Linked DNA regions of Zea mays: region 2 is linked to region 1. A link is a contact called in public Hi-C data. All regions are on one chromosome and are shown on one strand. The core of a region is the stretch at or near the end of the contact, and the rest is flanking DNA. Distances in the headings are between cores, read along the strand shown.

Region 1 (7,780 bases), core at 3,273-5,772:
GTTATTGAATTTCATAATTATTTTACAATGTGGATTATGACCGATTGACCGTGCAGCGTGTATCAAAGTGGAGTTAATAATGTGACCATGTGAGAATCAGAAAACAGAAATTGGTTACAGTAACACAGGATACGTATTGTCATTGCTTTTTCTTTCGAGTTTGTAGATTAAATTTTCTATATCCATCGACCATTCTAGAATGTAGACCAATGGGAACATGTTTCTGACAAAGCCCTTGCGTATTATACTGTGCATTCATGTGAGTTCGCCTTATGGTAGCACCATGGATCCACCATGATATGAATAATAGTTCGCCTAGCAGACAAGATTAGAATCTTCATTTTTCTCTGTAATATTGGTTTCATTGCGGACATTGAACCATTGGCAATTCCGTGGCGAACTATAATATTGGTCTTCTAATGAGCAGATAGTGGGCGATGACGACGATGACAGTGATAGCTCAGATGACGGTGATGACACATCGATGGTGGCTGATGAAGAGGCTGGGCCAGAAGAGATGGCAGTGGACAGGCCAAGGCCCCCCAAGCCTACTCCAGACGCCGATGGGTGGACTGTTGTGCCTCCTAGGCGTGGTGGTCGCAGCAAGAAATAGAGTACATGGTAGCTGCTGGCTTTTCTCGCGGAATGTTTGTTGAGTGCTGCGGTTCCATATTCACTTGTATCGCTCGATATTTGACCCGACATGGATGTTGTGAGTGTGTAGTATGTTTGGTTTGCCACCGCCCACCAATTTGGTGTAAACAAGGTAATTATTATAGATGCATCCTGTGATCAGGTTTTGAGTGTTGCAGAGTCATCGTTTACGTGCTGCCCGTCCCACAAAGAGCTTATTCTCAAGAGACACCTGGGCCAGTGGGCCCTGTTAGCTGTGATTACCGGCGTGCATGCTTTAGTGAGGCCATTGATTGCGCATGCATTTGGATGTTTGCAACGTCCTACGTGCTTCAAGTGTCGCAGCGGAGCGCTGTCTTCTGTGCGGCCAACGCTGAGAACGGCCTTCCTGACCGGCTTACTGTTCAGGAGATGTGAGCATGCATGGGACTCAGCCCAGCTGCTGAGGCCGAGTCGAGAGCTCGCGAGATGTTCGTGGCTCATCTAGTCGTGCTCTTCACTGGGGGGCTAGGGCTTTACGTATGTGTGACAGCGTCTGGTCTGCTATTCCCAACGGCAGATGCAGAACCGTGTGTTCATTTTTTTTATTTTTTTTTTGTTTGGGCACACCTTGCTAAAGGAGGGAGCACAACCAGTGATTATTGTTGCCGGCCCTATCGCAGATTGCAGTGCAGGCAGCCGCGCAGCCCCGACGAAAGGCCAGCAAGACGTGAACAGAAAGCGTGCCGGCCGGCCGGCCGGACCTGGCGAGCGATGTTCATGTTCACCACGGACAGCACCAACGCATGTGTCAGCGACAAGGGCTATCGGTGACTGGCGACGATACTGTCAGTTTCGACGCACACAGCGCTACAGCCTACAGCAGCAGCAAGCTATCATGTGGCCATCTAAAGAGAAAGGCATCATGCATGATGGTGTTGGTGTATGCCTGTATGGCGTCAGTTGGACACAGTCGACCGGCCGATCAGGTGCTGGTAGCAGGCGTATCCGTGATTTGTCTGTACCGGAGAGATAGAGAGAGAGGCCCGATCGGCGGGCTCTGTTGCCCAGCAGTCCAAGGTTGTAGCTCATTAATGCCGTGTCTCCTCTGCGGCGGCCGGCTACTCCATGCCTACTAGGAGCTACGCTTTTTTTTTTGTCTAGCCGCCGCCCTCATCAGTCTGGCGACAACAACTTTGATGTGTCCCGGCCCATGTGATGATTGGAGTAGAATCAGTCCATGAATTAGTAGTCAGCATTTCAGCAACACAACACTCCCCTAGCCTCCTAGAGCAAAGTATCTCTCTCTATCTCTCTCTATTAAAAAAAATATGTCTGTGTTGCAAGTACCATTTTAGGAAGGAGAAGGAGAAGAAAAAAATTATGTTACTACTACTAGTTGTTTGTGCTGTTGGATGGCTGGTAGCAGAAGATGCTTCTCTAGTTCTACTTTTGTTCCACATGAAAAAGGAAAAATGAGGAGAAGAAGGAAAAAAACAAAGAAGCTGCTCTGAATCCCTCATGCATGTGCCTGTGAAGCGAGAGGATCAACATCAAACCGACTGCTCGAAGGAGGAGGAAAAGGTTTTTCCAAAGAAAGCATTCAAACCAAGTACAGTAGCACTAGCAGCACGTCTTTAAAACCAGAAAGAGGCGGCAGGAGGTGGCTTAGCGGTATGATGTGCTACTACTGCCTGCTAGCTGCCGGCCTGCCGTCCGGTTAAGGCCTTGTTCGTTTGTGTCGGATTGGTGGGTCGGAACGATTCCTAGCTGGATTGCTTCTCTAATTTATATAAACTTTGATTAGCTGGAACGATTCCGGATGCAATCCGACGTAAACGAACAAGACCTAAAAAAACTGGTTTTGAAAGCATCCAGTTTTTAAGAAATTGGTTTATAGAAATCTAGATAATGATTCCAAATATACCATCTTATGACTCAGTTTATAAAAATTAGATTACTTTGTGTTTCTTAAAAAATCAAGAAGCTGATATCTCCTAGCTAAAAAAGATAAAAACTAGTTGCTTCTAAACATGGCCTAAGTTATCTCATCGAGCTTTCAAAGAGGACAGGACAACCTCTACGGTTTGGTTTGGAGACGCGACGGGTGGAATAGGACAACTTGTATATGTATACACACAGACATGCATGCCATTGGTGCAATGAACCTGCGGTCTGCGGCGGACAGGCGTCCGGAAGCCCGCGTCTGGTCCATGTACGCGGCACAGCGCGTACAGTACAGGTACAGCCGCAGGTTTTTGTTTGGCGGCGACAGGGAGCCGACTGGCCGTCTCTGGCTGGCTCTCGATCTCTCTGCGTCGTGTGGATTTCAGTGGGCTGTGAATGAAGAACAGCAGCAGCGTACGTTCCAGTGATCGATGCTGGCACGCGTAGCGTAGGCGCTGATTACCGCGCGGGGCCAATGATTCTCGAGTGAAAAGCGGCTGGGAGTGGGAGGTTGAAAAGCGGCGAAAGAGACGGCGGGCCGTACGGATGTCCGGCCGGCCTGTCCTCAGGGCTGAGGGCCGACCGCCGGACCGGCCGGGGCGAGAGGAGGAGGAGGAACACCAATCATCGCGCTCGCTCATGGCAGTGCCACACATGGGCTCCGCCGTGGCTTTCTTCAGCGGCAAGCAACGCCGGTGCGGTGCCTGAGAGTGAGAAGAATGGCCAAGCAGCAGCAGCAGCAGGGCAGGGGACGGTGCACTGCACGGCCACAATGATCCATCGAGTGGCCATGACGGCGGTCGCGTTGCCGCACTGCTGCGCGCCGGCGGTACAGACAAAAAGGGGGGGCCTCGGTTTTCTAGAGAAGGCACGCAGGGGCCAGGCCCAGGCCCTGCCGCTGGAGCGCTGCGGGGGGTGCCGGTGCCCCGTCTTGTCCGCCCCCGTCCATTCACCGCCGGACCAACCGAGCAAAAGATGTCCCGGCCCCCGGCTCCGCCTCCGCCTCCTACACTTGTACCGCTGCTAGCTACCTGCCGGCCGACGGACGACGACGACGGCCGCGTGGATGCCCATCCATCCTCAAATAACGCAAGGATCGACATAGATCTCCCTTTAAGATATGTTATTATCATAAAATCAGCCGACAAGCTAACCTATCCGCATGCACCATCGATCGGTTCAATCAGCTTGTTCGATCGGCACTGCAGGCGCGCAACTTGCTCACTCACATCACATGCACGCTACTACACCTGTACCGCTGCTACCTGCCGCGCGCGGTCACTAAACCTGATTGATCCGGCTTTCTTGAGCCATCCCCCGAGGATTTTTCACCTGCTCTGCTCGTTCCTCCCGGCCGGTCACTCACACTCGCATGTGATAAGAGAAGTGTATGCAGAAGGACTCAGCAAGCTGGGAGAGAGTGATACCGGTATGCATGCCATGCCATGCCATGTGTGTGGATCATGCGCGAATGATTCGGCCGGCCGGCCGGCCGGCAAGCAGTGCTTCTACTCCTCCTCGTACGTACGGTGCGGTGCCGGGTCGGGTCGGGTCGGGCCGCAATTAGCATGCGTGCCGTGGCTTTACGTCTCTCTCTCTCTTCCATGCGTCCCGCAGCATAATTGTGCATGGTGAACGGAGAGCGCCGGAGATCCATCGGTCAAAGGGAGAGGACGAAAGGGATCTCATCTCCGTCTGCCTGCCTGCCCTTCAACTGCTCACCGCCCTTCTCCTTCACACGCACACGCTCGCGTTCTCTCTCTCTCTCTTCTCTGGCGAAGCCGACAGACGGCTCAACTGCCTCTCTGTCCATCCGTTCCACTGTTCCAGCATCTCTGATCAGTCTCTCGCGGTCTCTCCTGAGCAGAGCAGGAGCAGTGGCGAGCTCTGCTTTCCCAGCTTTTATCTCTGCCCAGCCCAGCGCCTGCCTACTGCCTCCACTAGAAAGGGCTCCCAGTCCCAGTTCCAACACTCGACCTGCCCCGTCCGCCACCCCTGTGCGTGCCTACCACAATCCACACACCCCAGCCGCCCAACTGGGCTGGGCAGCAGCCATATACTCCACTCCACCGGCCGGTGCGCGCGTCTCAGGCCTCTCCAGTTCCCCACTCTCGCTCTGATGAGGGACGCGGTGGTGGTGATGGCGGTGCCCGGAGGCGGAGGCGGGGGCGGAGGATCGGCCTCGTCGGCGGCGGCGGCGCCGTGCGCGGCCTGCAAGCTGCTGCGGCGCCGGTGCGCGGCGGGCTGCGTCTTCGCGCCCTACTTCCCGCCCGGGGAGCCGCACAAGTTCGCCAACGTGCACAAGGTCTTCGGGGCCAGCAATGTCAGCAAGCTGCTCCAGGTATACAGCAGCCTGCACCACCGTCACCAACTCACCGTTGTTTGCTTTGCCGCGGAGGTCACTAGACTACAGCATGTAGCCACGCTGCGCACGACCGCTTTGCCTGCGGCTACGAACAGCGAACCATCTGCTACAGCGCACGCTCTGCGCCTGCCGCACCGAAGCGAAGAGTGAACAGGGGGTGGTGTCCATGCATGTCATGTCCCCATCTGCTGGGCTCCTATTTGCCCCAACTCGTTGCCGTCGTTCCTCGACTCCTCGTTCGTTCGTTTGCATGCTTCTTCTATTATAGAAGAACGAGGTCCCCAGCAGCGGAGCGCGGCAGCTCAGCTCAGCTCACCTATGCCCATACGGTCACTCAGACGCAAAGACTGTCTGCGTCTCAGGTATACTGCTTTGCCAAAAGTAACAAGCTTTACGCATAGCTTATTATTAAAAGCAAAGCAGCGAAGCGTCCTCCGATCCTACTGGACAGGCCAACACACTTTTTAGGGATCATTCTGCTCTGCCTACCTCGCTTCTTTTGTGTACCGGCCTACCGGGACCTACATCTACGTACACTCGAGTCTCGAGCGAGTCTTGGTCCGTTTTCCTCCAGCTTTGTTTGCTCCTGACTGAGCTTCCGCTGCAGTCAGTAACCCATAGTAGTTGAGCTTAACAGCTCTTTCCTTGGGGGGGTTACTGTAATAAATCCGGCTCTTGGGGGAACCATGGACTCGACAAGGCATGGGCAGACAGCGTCTCGCTTTCACTGCACTCAGGGAGGGGGCCAATCCAATCCAATCATGAGCAGAGCAGAGGAGAGCAGTGCAGCAACAAAACAAACCAAACCAACCCCAAGCGAAGAGATCGCCCACGCCCGGAGAGGAGAGGGCGAGCCGTCAGCCGACCAATCAGCACATGACCAGGCCCGCTAGGCTAGACCTATAGTTAGTATGAGTGTTTGAATGCATTAGAGTTAATAGTTACTTCGTAGCTGCCTAAAAATCGCTATTAGAATTAGCTAATTAATAAATAGCTAGCTAACTAGTATTATGTCCGTTCTTTCTTATTTACCGCGATTTAGTAAAAAAATGAACTAGCGGACGAGACGAAGATAGTATTAGCTAATTTGCTAACAGTATTAGCTAGACGGTTTAAATGTATTCGGTTAATTTTAGCAACTAATTATAAGCTATAGTATATATTCAAACAATCCTAATCAATCTTGTACGTACACATTTATTAGAGCCAAACAGGGGCCTGTCCCTGCTCTTGACCGTATCTTCGCGTTCAAAGATCTCGGTCCCCATGTGTCGAGCCGTCGGCAGCAGTGTGTGTGCTGCCTCCGGTCTACCCACGGCCGTCGCCGTCTCAAGGCATGGATCGCACATGGTGTCCGAAAAAGAAGCTTTCGGCTGCACCAAACACGCAGACATGTCGTCGATCTTTTCTGTCATCTTTTTATTTTTTTTTTCTTGCTCCAATAATCATCTACTGCTGCAGCCTGCAGCTGGTTGGTCCGTCCGAATCCGATAGCACTACTTTCCTAGCTAGCTAGGCGATCGATCGGTGTTTCTTTGCTACCGGAGTACATACATCGATCTCTACGTATCGATGTGCACGATCCAAGTGAAGAGTCAGTCCACCCTGAATGCTGAACGCACCGTCGTTGAGTTTACCTCAATACTCATGCTCTCTCTCTCTCTCTGGTGGGAATCGGGAGTGCAGGAGATCCCGGCGCAGCACCGAGGGGACGCGGTGAGCAGCCTGGTGTACGAGGCCAACGCGCGCGTCAGGGACCCGGTGTACGGCTGCGTGGGCGCCATCTCGTCGCTGCAGGAGCAGGTGGAGGCGCTGCAGGCGCAGCTGGCGCTGGCGCAGGCCGAGATGGTCAGGCTCAGGATGACCAACGACTACATCGTGCACCGCCTCAAGGCGGCCAGCAGGGCCGGCGGCGGGGGCAGCAGCTACGCCGGCTCGCCCTCGTCCATGTCCTCGCCCAAGACGGCGGAGCCGGAGGCGCACTGCAAGGCCACGCCGGAGCTGCTGGACATGGTCGTGGACCAGCCCGGCATGGACGACGCCCACTTCTGGTCGTCCTACTAGCCTAGGGCCGGGATGGAGGCCGCTGACAACCGAGCGCTTCTCTTCTGATCTATTAGTCGTGTGGTCGATCAGGTGCTGTTTTTTGAGTCACAGATGGTGTCATCAGGTATATGGTGTGCGCGCGCTGTAACAGCGTCACACTAGGAGGAATGGAAGGCGAGCGTACGTAGAAGGCCTTCTTCTCCTATACCTTCTACCAGTATGTCCAGGGCTTGATTTTTTTGGCTGTCCTTCCATGAGAAGGTGGAACATGGTTACAGGTATTGGTGTGCATCTACTGCCTAGTTAAAACAGGTGAACTCTGCTGTGGAAATGCAGATCGATCTTACCAATGTTTGTCCGAGTGTTTTCCTCTTTTCATTGCCCGTGTTCTCAGAATCATGTGCCAACTTTTGTTAGCTGCGAAATCAACTTTTCACAGAGAAACCTCAGTACAAACAGAGCAAAACGAAAAAGTTAGTTCGAGGTTAACAGAACAAGATGCAGCTACCGATTGCAATTGATGATTGAGTTGGGGACGAGATGGAATTTTACTCCCAAGATTCTGTTTCATGGTTTTACGAAGAATGTAGGCACCATGACAGGATGCATCCTATAGTTTAGCACTCGACAGGTGCAACACTTACAGGAGCAACTCTGGTTTGCGCACTCAGTTGTTCAGAGAGGTCCGCTCGACGCTCGTTAAACCTAGTGTGGATTATGGGGGGCAAAACTTCCAACTAGATCTTCAAATCCACAACTTAGATGGCAATAAGTTGCCAATGCGGCAACTTCATTACCTGCAAACCCAAC
Region 2 (7,780 bases), core at 3,059-5,558, 250 kb before region 1:
GGCGATCTGTGGTAACGTAGTTCTCAACAATTATAATCCGAAACAAACAAGGCTGTAGTCTCCTCTGGCCCGTCAAGAATGGAGTGAACAATACTGCGTGCTGGGCTGTCTTTATGGGCTAAGAAGAGCTTAGGGCGGCAGCGGTTGGTTGTTAAGTGGGCCGGTGTCCATCTTGGGAATTTGACTACAGCCCAAGAGACGTCCAACATTTTCGTTGTGGACCACCTCTCCGTCGGTCCTGTACGTATGGTACGATCATGACTTCGCAGCAATACACGTATCTGTACTTATTGGATTTTAACACGTTTTAAAGATGCGGCTGTATGTTTTAGGGATAGTTGCATGTGTTCGAAAATTCTATGTATACTTGTAGGTAGGTGTGTTTTAGAAGTCGCCCTCTTCCCCGCCTCTGTGTCTGTCTTCTTCACGTGCACAGAGGTTTAGGCCATCGCAACGTCACGGATCGCTGCGCTCCTGGCGCGACGGATACGGGAGACGAGACGACGGAGATCGACGCGACGGCCACGTCGTGTCAACTGGTACGCGGTGTTGCCTGATCAGCGCGTCGTTTCAGCGGAGGTCCCCGATCGAACGACCTGATGTCCTTTCTCACCGACCTTGACAGTCGCGTCGGCCGTCCTCCTGCTGTCAGTCCACTCCTATGGCGCGCGCGGTTCGGCGTCCATCCCGGTTTGGGCCCGGCACCTGGTGGGTTGGGTGGCGCCCAAGATGAGGTCTGGCTTGCGGCTTCACAGTTCGCGCAGGTCGGGCATTCGGTTTCACAGATATGCTGGCCGTTGGGGTCGTTACAAGAATCAGATTTTTTTTGCCGGGTTTGGCTTCTTGCGAACAATTCTGTGCAAGTCCCCACTTTTAACCGCAGCCTTTGTTCCGTATCGGAGACGCTTTCCTTGAGTAGGAGGTCTCTGCGACGAGATCAAGCCTTTACTACTAGAGAGCCTACTACGCCCTAAGTAGGACGATTTGGTTTTTGATTTGCAACGTTTCTCTACGAATCATTGCGGGTGGGCGGTCCGCATGGCCACGAGCCCTTCCCAGTTCAACCCACGGCGTCAGCAGTCACCGTTTCGTGGCAGTATTGCATTTTTAGAGACGAAACTGAACTGGACTGGCCGTCCTTTTTTTTTTTTTTTTTTTTTTGCTGTGCGCTGGTGTCACACGCACTCCACTACGTGTAAGCGTCTCCGCGAGTGCCCGGGATGGCCACGTCATGTCCGTGCACGCCACGGCGACGCTGACACCATGCCTGTCCTGCTGTCTCGGTCACGCGCCGCGCCCGCGAGCCGACGACGACGACGCAGGCGGCGGATGGCAGCGCCGCCGTCTCTTCCGCCCGCTTCTCCCCCACCCCTCCCTCGTATCTTTGTTTATTCGCGCAATCGCGCCGTTTGTTGTTACCCAGGTTACCGGTCGCACTGATCATGATTATGCCTAGTCGGTTCGGCCGGTGTCGACGGGACACCGGAGAGCGACGCGATGAATTCCAGCGCTTGTGTAGTCGTGATACCGGCAGAGATGGATAACGAGCCAGCTCGACTCGACTTGTTACGGCTCTTTACGGTAATAAGTCATTGCTCATTAGAAAGTTCGAGCCAACTCGTTAGAATCACAAGCTACACAATTAAATACAAAAATATATACATAAATATAACCTTAAAAAATTATAATATTATTATTATATCATCATCTTAGCTTCTAACTTTTAATATTAAATTAAATAAGCAAATATATATTAACTTACATATTTACAAACCCGTATTATAATAAGATACCAGCAATCATCATTATAAAGCAATTCATCATCCATTCCACAAACATGTAATATTTCATCGCACAACACTAACATCATATGCTGCTAGAAATAAAGTTAACAAAACCATAACCAATAATCAAATATTAAATATACAATGTAGGTATGTAGCCATGCAATAATGCAAATATTTAAGCGCATGACACGTCCACACATGTCCATATCACAGATCATAACTACGAGAAAACAAGACTATAAGAGATAAGACGACACCAACGACTAGACAAACTTGTGTTGTGGTTTGTCTCGTTTTGGCTCGTGAGCTAGCTTACGAGCTAACCCGAGTTGACTCATTAGAGAACCGAGTTAGAATGCTAGCTTTACTCACTAAAAAATTAAAACGAGCCGAGTCGAGTACGTTATCGAGCCACGAGTATTTCATCCGGCCTTATCTACGGGGATACAAGGTTTTTGCTGACCGGCGCGGCGAGTCATTCTGGCCGCGGTGGGTGCCTCAGCAAAGCAGATACTTGACCTTTTTTTTTGAAAATACAGACGTTTTTTAAATAGTATAATACAGACGTTCAAGGCACGCATACACACATTGTGAATATCGAGAGCGACGTGATGGATTTTGGCGCATGTGTGTAGCTATGTTACGGGGATACGAGGTTTGGCTGATCGATGAGTGATTCCGACATTGTGGACACACGAGCAAAGCATCAACACTCACGCTAGTTTTTTTTTTGTAATGAGGAAAACTATATAGTATGATACCGATATTCACACCATGCACGTATATCCATCCTGTGGATATAAGCATGGAAACACACTCCGATAAAAAAAATTTAGAAAAAACGTGAGCACCTATGGCAAGTCGAAAACTGAAAGTCGAACAAAGTACGTACGGGCAACCTAAAGAGAAACCGTCACTTCTCCTACACGCAAAATTGGCAAGACGACGCTGACCCAGTGTCGGCAAAGTACGTACGGGCGTAGAACATTCCTAAGGTCTGCTCATTTATCCGAACAAATTTTTCAGTGCAAATTCTACTGCACTCTGCCACCGTCCGGTCCCGGTCGGTGTCGCACTCCGCGTGCCGCGGAGAGCAACGAACGTTTTGTTTTGCCGGCTCAAGACAAACACCACAGTCCACCTGACACCAGTGCATCACAACCACTCGCAACTTCACACACGGCGGCCGATTCGCGCAGGAAATTGTTGTGGCCCCATGTCGGGCAAAGTTGTCATGATGCCCCATTGCACAGCGACACGAGGCCTGACCACACAGCTCACGGCCCACACGGCAACCTAAGGGCATGTACAGTGGAGAGACACCAAAACGGTTCTCCAAGCACATGAGACAACTAAAAGACTCTATTGTACAATGAAGTGTCTATAAACGTAGTCTATTAATAAATACAGAATTAAATGTATTTGTATAGCATCAGATCGATAGAACAGACGACAAATTCGTACAGTGGGAAGTGAGGCGTCTGTTGCTACTTTTTTTTGATAATGGAAACAAAAAATGTTCCAGCCTTTTGTAGTTTCCTACATACGGCATTACAGATTGAAAATTAATAAAACATGCATCATTAAAAAATAACATCCTTGACAAGAACTTGTTCTCGAATCAAGCGTCCTTTAATCTGGCATGAGAACTCCAACCATGTTTTGCAAGGATCTCCATTGCCACCATCTCTAAGGATTGACATACCACAAGAATCTCTTGGTGAGCTTCTTGTTTCTGCAATAATCTCCAGAGTCTGAGCCAATACATCCCCCTGAAAAGAACCTGCAAAATTGATGGTATTGGTTTAAAATTAAAGGCCACATCATTGCGGCACAACCAAATAGACCAAAACATTGCTGCCACTCCAATTAAAAGTTTTTTCCGATGAGCTATTCCCTTGTTAGTAGCCCAATTCTCAATTATATGATTAATATTGATGGGTCTCTCTATGTTGAAAGCAAAGTAAATAATTCTCCAAATGTTCCTGATAAGGTAACAATCAAAAAAAATATGTTGAATAGTCTCATTCTGATTACAAAAGCAGCATTTCATACTTCCTGTCCACCCACGTTTAGCTAAATTTTCTTTAGTGAGAATAACTCCTCTCCCTAAGTACCACAAGAAAATTTTAATTTTGAGAGAGATTTTTAGTTTCCAAAGCAACATATTATGGGTTAAAGTGGGAGTATTCATTAGAAGGCGGTACATTGACTGGACTGAGAAAACTCCATTTCGGTGAGGTCCCCATAAGAATTTGTCCTTCGAATGACCCAAAGGAATAGATGCGAGTAAAGTTGATAAATTATGCCACTCGACCCGCTTCACCCCTACAATAGCTCTGCGAAAAGAAAGGTTGGGTAAATTTCCATTCATAACATCTTTGACTAAAGCCTTTCTTTTCCGCACGATATTAAAAAGGTTTGGATAAATGACCTTAAGCGGTCTATCCAGAATCCATCTATCATCCCAGAACCTAGTTGCGTGACCGTCACCTACTCGAAACCTCCCCCACCTCAAGAATTCTTCCTTAATATTCATGAGACCAGCCCAAAAATGAGAGTCTCCTGATTTTCTCACGGCTTGAGTAAGTGATTTGGATCCTAAATATTTATTTTTAGAAGTTGTTGCCATGTACCGTCTTGATTCAATAACTTAAAGAGCCACTTGCTGAGTAAACAAATGTTCTTAGTGGCTAGATTAGCTACCCCCAAGCCACCAACCTCCTTAGGTTGACAAATAATATTCCATTTTGCAAGTCTGTATTTCTTTTTAAATTGGCCATTTTGCCAATAGAACCGAGAGCGGATGGCATCTAGTTTTTTTTAACACCCCGATAGGCACCTCAAAAAAGGACATCATGAAAATAGGGAGGCTGCTTAAGACTGAATTAATGAGCACTAGACGACCTTCGGAAGAAAGTAATTTACCTTTCCACATAGCTAATCGTTTTTCGAATCTATCAATAACACTGCCACTCACTATTTCGTAACCTGCGATGGGTCATAGGGATTCCAAGGTATTTGAGAGGAAAAGAACCGATCCCACAACCAAAAAGACAAGAATAATCCATTTCATGATCCTTAGCTAACCCATATCAAAAAAGCTCACTTTTGTGAAAGTTGATTTTCAAACCTGACATCTGCTCAAAAGCGGTCAGGAGAAGTTTCACATTTCGTGCTTGATCCAAGTTATGATCCAGAAAAACAACGGTATCATCCGCATACTGGAGGATAGAAAGGCCACCATCCACTAGATGAGGAACCACACCCGTGAATTGGTTATTTACCTTTGCTCTTAAAAATAGAATTGGCAACATGTCCGCAACTATATTAAAGAGAATCGGAGAGAGAGGATCACCTTGATGGAGACCCTTATGAGTAGAAAAGAAAGGGCCAATTTCATCATTAACTTTAACCCCCGCATGTCCTCCAGAGACAATTGACTGAACCCAATCACACCATTTCTGCGAGAAACCTTTCATTCACATAGCTTGTTGGAGGAAGGGCCATTTTACCTTATCATAAGCTTTTTCAAAATCCAACTTTAGAATCACTCCATTCATTTTTTTCTTATGAAGTTCATGAATAGTCTCGTGGAGCACAATTACGCCTTCAAGAATATTACGACCAGACATAAAAGCAGTTTGCGAGGGATTAATAATCTTGTCTGCAACCACTCCAATTCTGTTCGTCAGGACTTTAGTAATTATCTTAAAACTAACATTAAGTAAGCAAATGGGTCGATAATCTTGTTTTTTTAAGGCATTACATTTCTTAGGTAAAAGAGTAATGATTCCAAAATTAAGACTATAGACAGGGAGAGTGCCATTGTGAAATTCCATGAACAAGGCTAGTAAATCATCTTTTATTAATTAAAACTCAGCCGGAAAACCATCTGGTCCAGGAGCTTTATTATGTTCCATGTGAAAAATAGCCTCACGGATACGAGCCAGAGGCGTCTCTTCACGAAGAGACGGCTCTAAGATTTTTTTTGCAAATAACCCCTTAAACACTTTAAGAGACTTTACATTAAACACCACTGTACATGCCCTAAGAGAAACCGTCGCGTCACTTCGCCTACACGCACGCACAGCCGCCGTTCCCGCCCAAAACGCGCGCGGCTGTCTATGGCTACGAATACGATACGAGCCTATCCGCGGTTCCACCACCACACGAGCCGGCCACCCGCTGCCGCTTCTTCCAGCTTCCAATTCACCGACCGATCCACCACGCGGACGATTTCCCCGTCTATCCTCCACGCGGAGTCGCGGACGCACCACCTCACCGTCGTCTCGCTCTCGCACTCCTTTGGCTTCCTATATCTCTGTTCCTCGTCATTACTTAACGCGGACGGAAGCAAGCACCCCAGGCCAGTGGCCTCTTTTCCGGTCCTTGTCCTTGTGACCTTGTCCTGCTCCTGCCTGATCTTCCAGCTCCAGACGAGCAGACCCATCCACGAGTCCTCGGCTCCTCGCCCACCCGCACATCTCGTCAAGACCGCCTCGCCTCGCCCCGCACCGAGATCCCCAACTCCCGCGCGCCCCGCACGGTATGCCGGCCGACCAAATCTCCGGCTAAACCCCACCCCGCCTTGCCGCTCATTTTATGGCGCTCACGCGCGGGCGAGCGCGCACTGCCCCCGCCGTCCCCAGCGCCTGCTTCCTACTACTCCTCCTCCTCCTCCTCACATCCTCCTCACTCCTCGCCGCCCCCACCAGCGGCAGGGCAGAGTCCGGGGGCGGGTCAGTTCTCGGTGACGCCTCGTCCTCCTCCGGAAAGGCACGGGGGGACAGCTGCGAGGAGCTGCAGTCCATCAGCGGCGGGGAGGCCCGGTGCGCGTACCTCCGCGCGCAGAACTCGCCCTGCTCCCCGGCGGGGTACGTGGACTACCTGCGCCTCTTCTACTGCGCCTTCGCCGGCGCGCCGGCGGCGGCCGCGTGCGCCGCGCTCGCGCTGTGGCTCGCGGTGCTCTTCTACCTCCTGGGCGACACCGCGTCCGAGTACTTCTGCGCGTCGCTGGAGGGCCTGTCGGCGGCGCTGCGCCTGCCCCCCGCCGTCGCGGGCGTCACGCTGCTCTCGCTGGGGAACGGCGCGCCCGACGTGTTCGCCAGCGTCGTGTCCTTCGCGTCGGGCGACGACGGCGGCGGCGGGGTCGGGCTCGGCAGCGCGCTCGGCGGGGCGCTGTTCGTCTCCACCGTCGTCGCGGGCGCCGTCGCGCTCGCCGTGGGCGCGCGGGGCGGGGCCGTCGTCGAGTGGCGCGGCTTCGTGCGCGACCTCTGCTTCCTCCTCCTCGCGCTCTGCTACCTGCTGGCGGTGCTCGTCCACGGGGAGGTCACCGTCTGGGTGGCCGCGTCGTTCGTCTCGCTCTACGTCGGCTACGTCGTCCTCGTCTGGACCTCCCACTGCTGCACCGAGAAGGGCAAGCCGGCCGCCGACAGCCTCTCGGCGCCGCTCCTCCTCGACGACGACGACGACGTGGGCGACGTCGTCCCGTCGCTGCCGTCCCACACCAAGACGGAGGCGTCCAGCACGGCCACGTCGAGGGTCATTGCGACGCTGCATTGCCTCGCGGCCGCGCTGTGCATGCCGCTGTACCTGCCGCGCCGCCTGACCATCCCGGACATCGCGGGGCACCGCTGGTCCCGGCCCTACGCCGTGGCCTCCGCGGCGCTGGCGCCGGTCCTCATCGCCGTGACCTGGAGCTCGCAGCGCCACAACCCGACGTCGTGGCACGGCCTCGCGGTCCTCGTAGGAGGCGCGCTCCTGGGCCTCCTGCTCGCGGCGCTCGCGGCGGCCACCACGGACGCGAGCTCGCCCCCGCGCGGGCGGAGGCGGCGCGTGCCGTGGCTCGCCGCGGGGTTCGTGATGAGCGTGCTGTGGGCGTACACCCTGGCGCGCGAGCTGGTGGCGCTGCTGGTGGCCATCGGGTACGTGGCCGGGATCAAGCCGAGCGTGCTGGGCGTGACGGTGCTGGCGTGGGGCGACTCCCTGGG

The links. Hi-C and Micro-C count contacts between places; a contact is called where the count stands out from the background.
Region 2: a contact with region 1 is called in a Hi-C map of ear, with 3 times the contacts expected there. The contact joins the promoter of LOC103626028 here to the promoter of LOC100384360 in region 1. A contact is called at or near these places in 6 of 25 Hi-C or Micro-C datasets (ear, leaf, leaf mesophyll and 1 more).

What each region holds. Positions count from the first base shown.
Region 1 is chr5:15,895,628-15,903,407 of Zm-B73-REFERENCE-NAM-5.0, reverse strand. It overlaps LOC100384360, which reads left to right and starts at 4,522. Exons shown (of 2, transcript NM_001176907.1): 1 at 4,522-4,900; 2 at 6,611-7,318. The coding sequence starts at 4,679. The coding sequence ends at 6,988. LOC100276765 reads right to left here. Exons shown (of 10, transcript NM_001312896.1): 10 at 7,435-7,767. LOC100280550 reads left to right here. Exons shown (of 4, transcript NM_001367133.1): 4 at 428-819. The coding sequence ends at 613.
Region 2 is chr5:16,148,469-16,156,248 of Zm-B73-REFERENCE-NAM-5.0, reverse strand. It overlaps LOC103626028 (cation/calcium exchanger 1), which reads left to right and starts at 4,308. Exons shown (of 1, transcript XM_008646411.4): 1 at 4,308-7,780. The coding sequence starts at 6,393.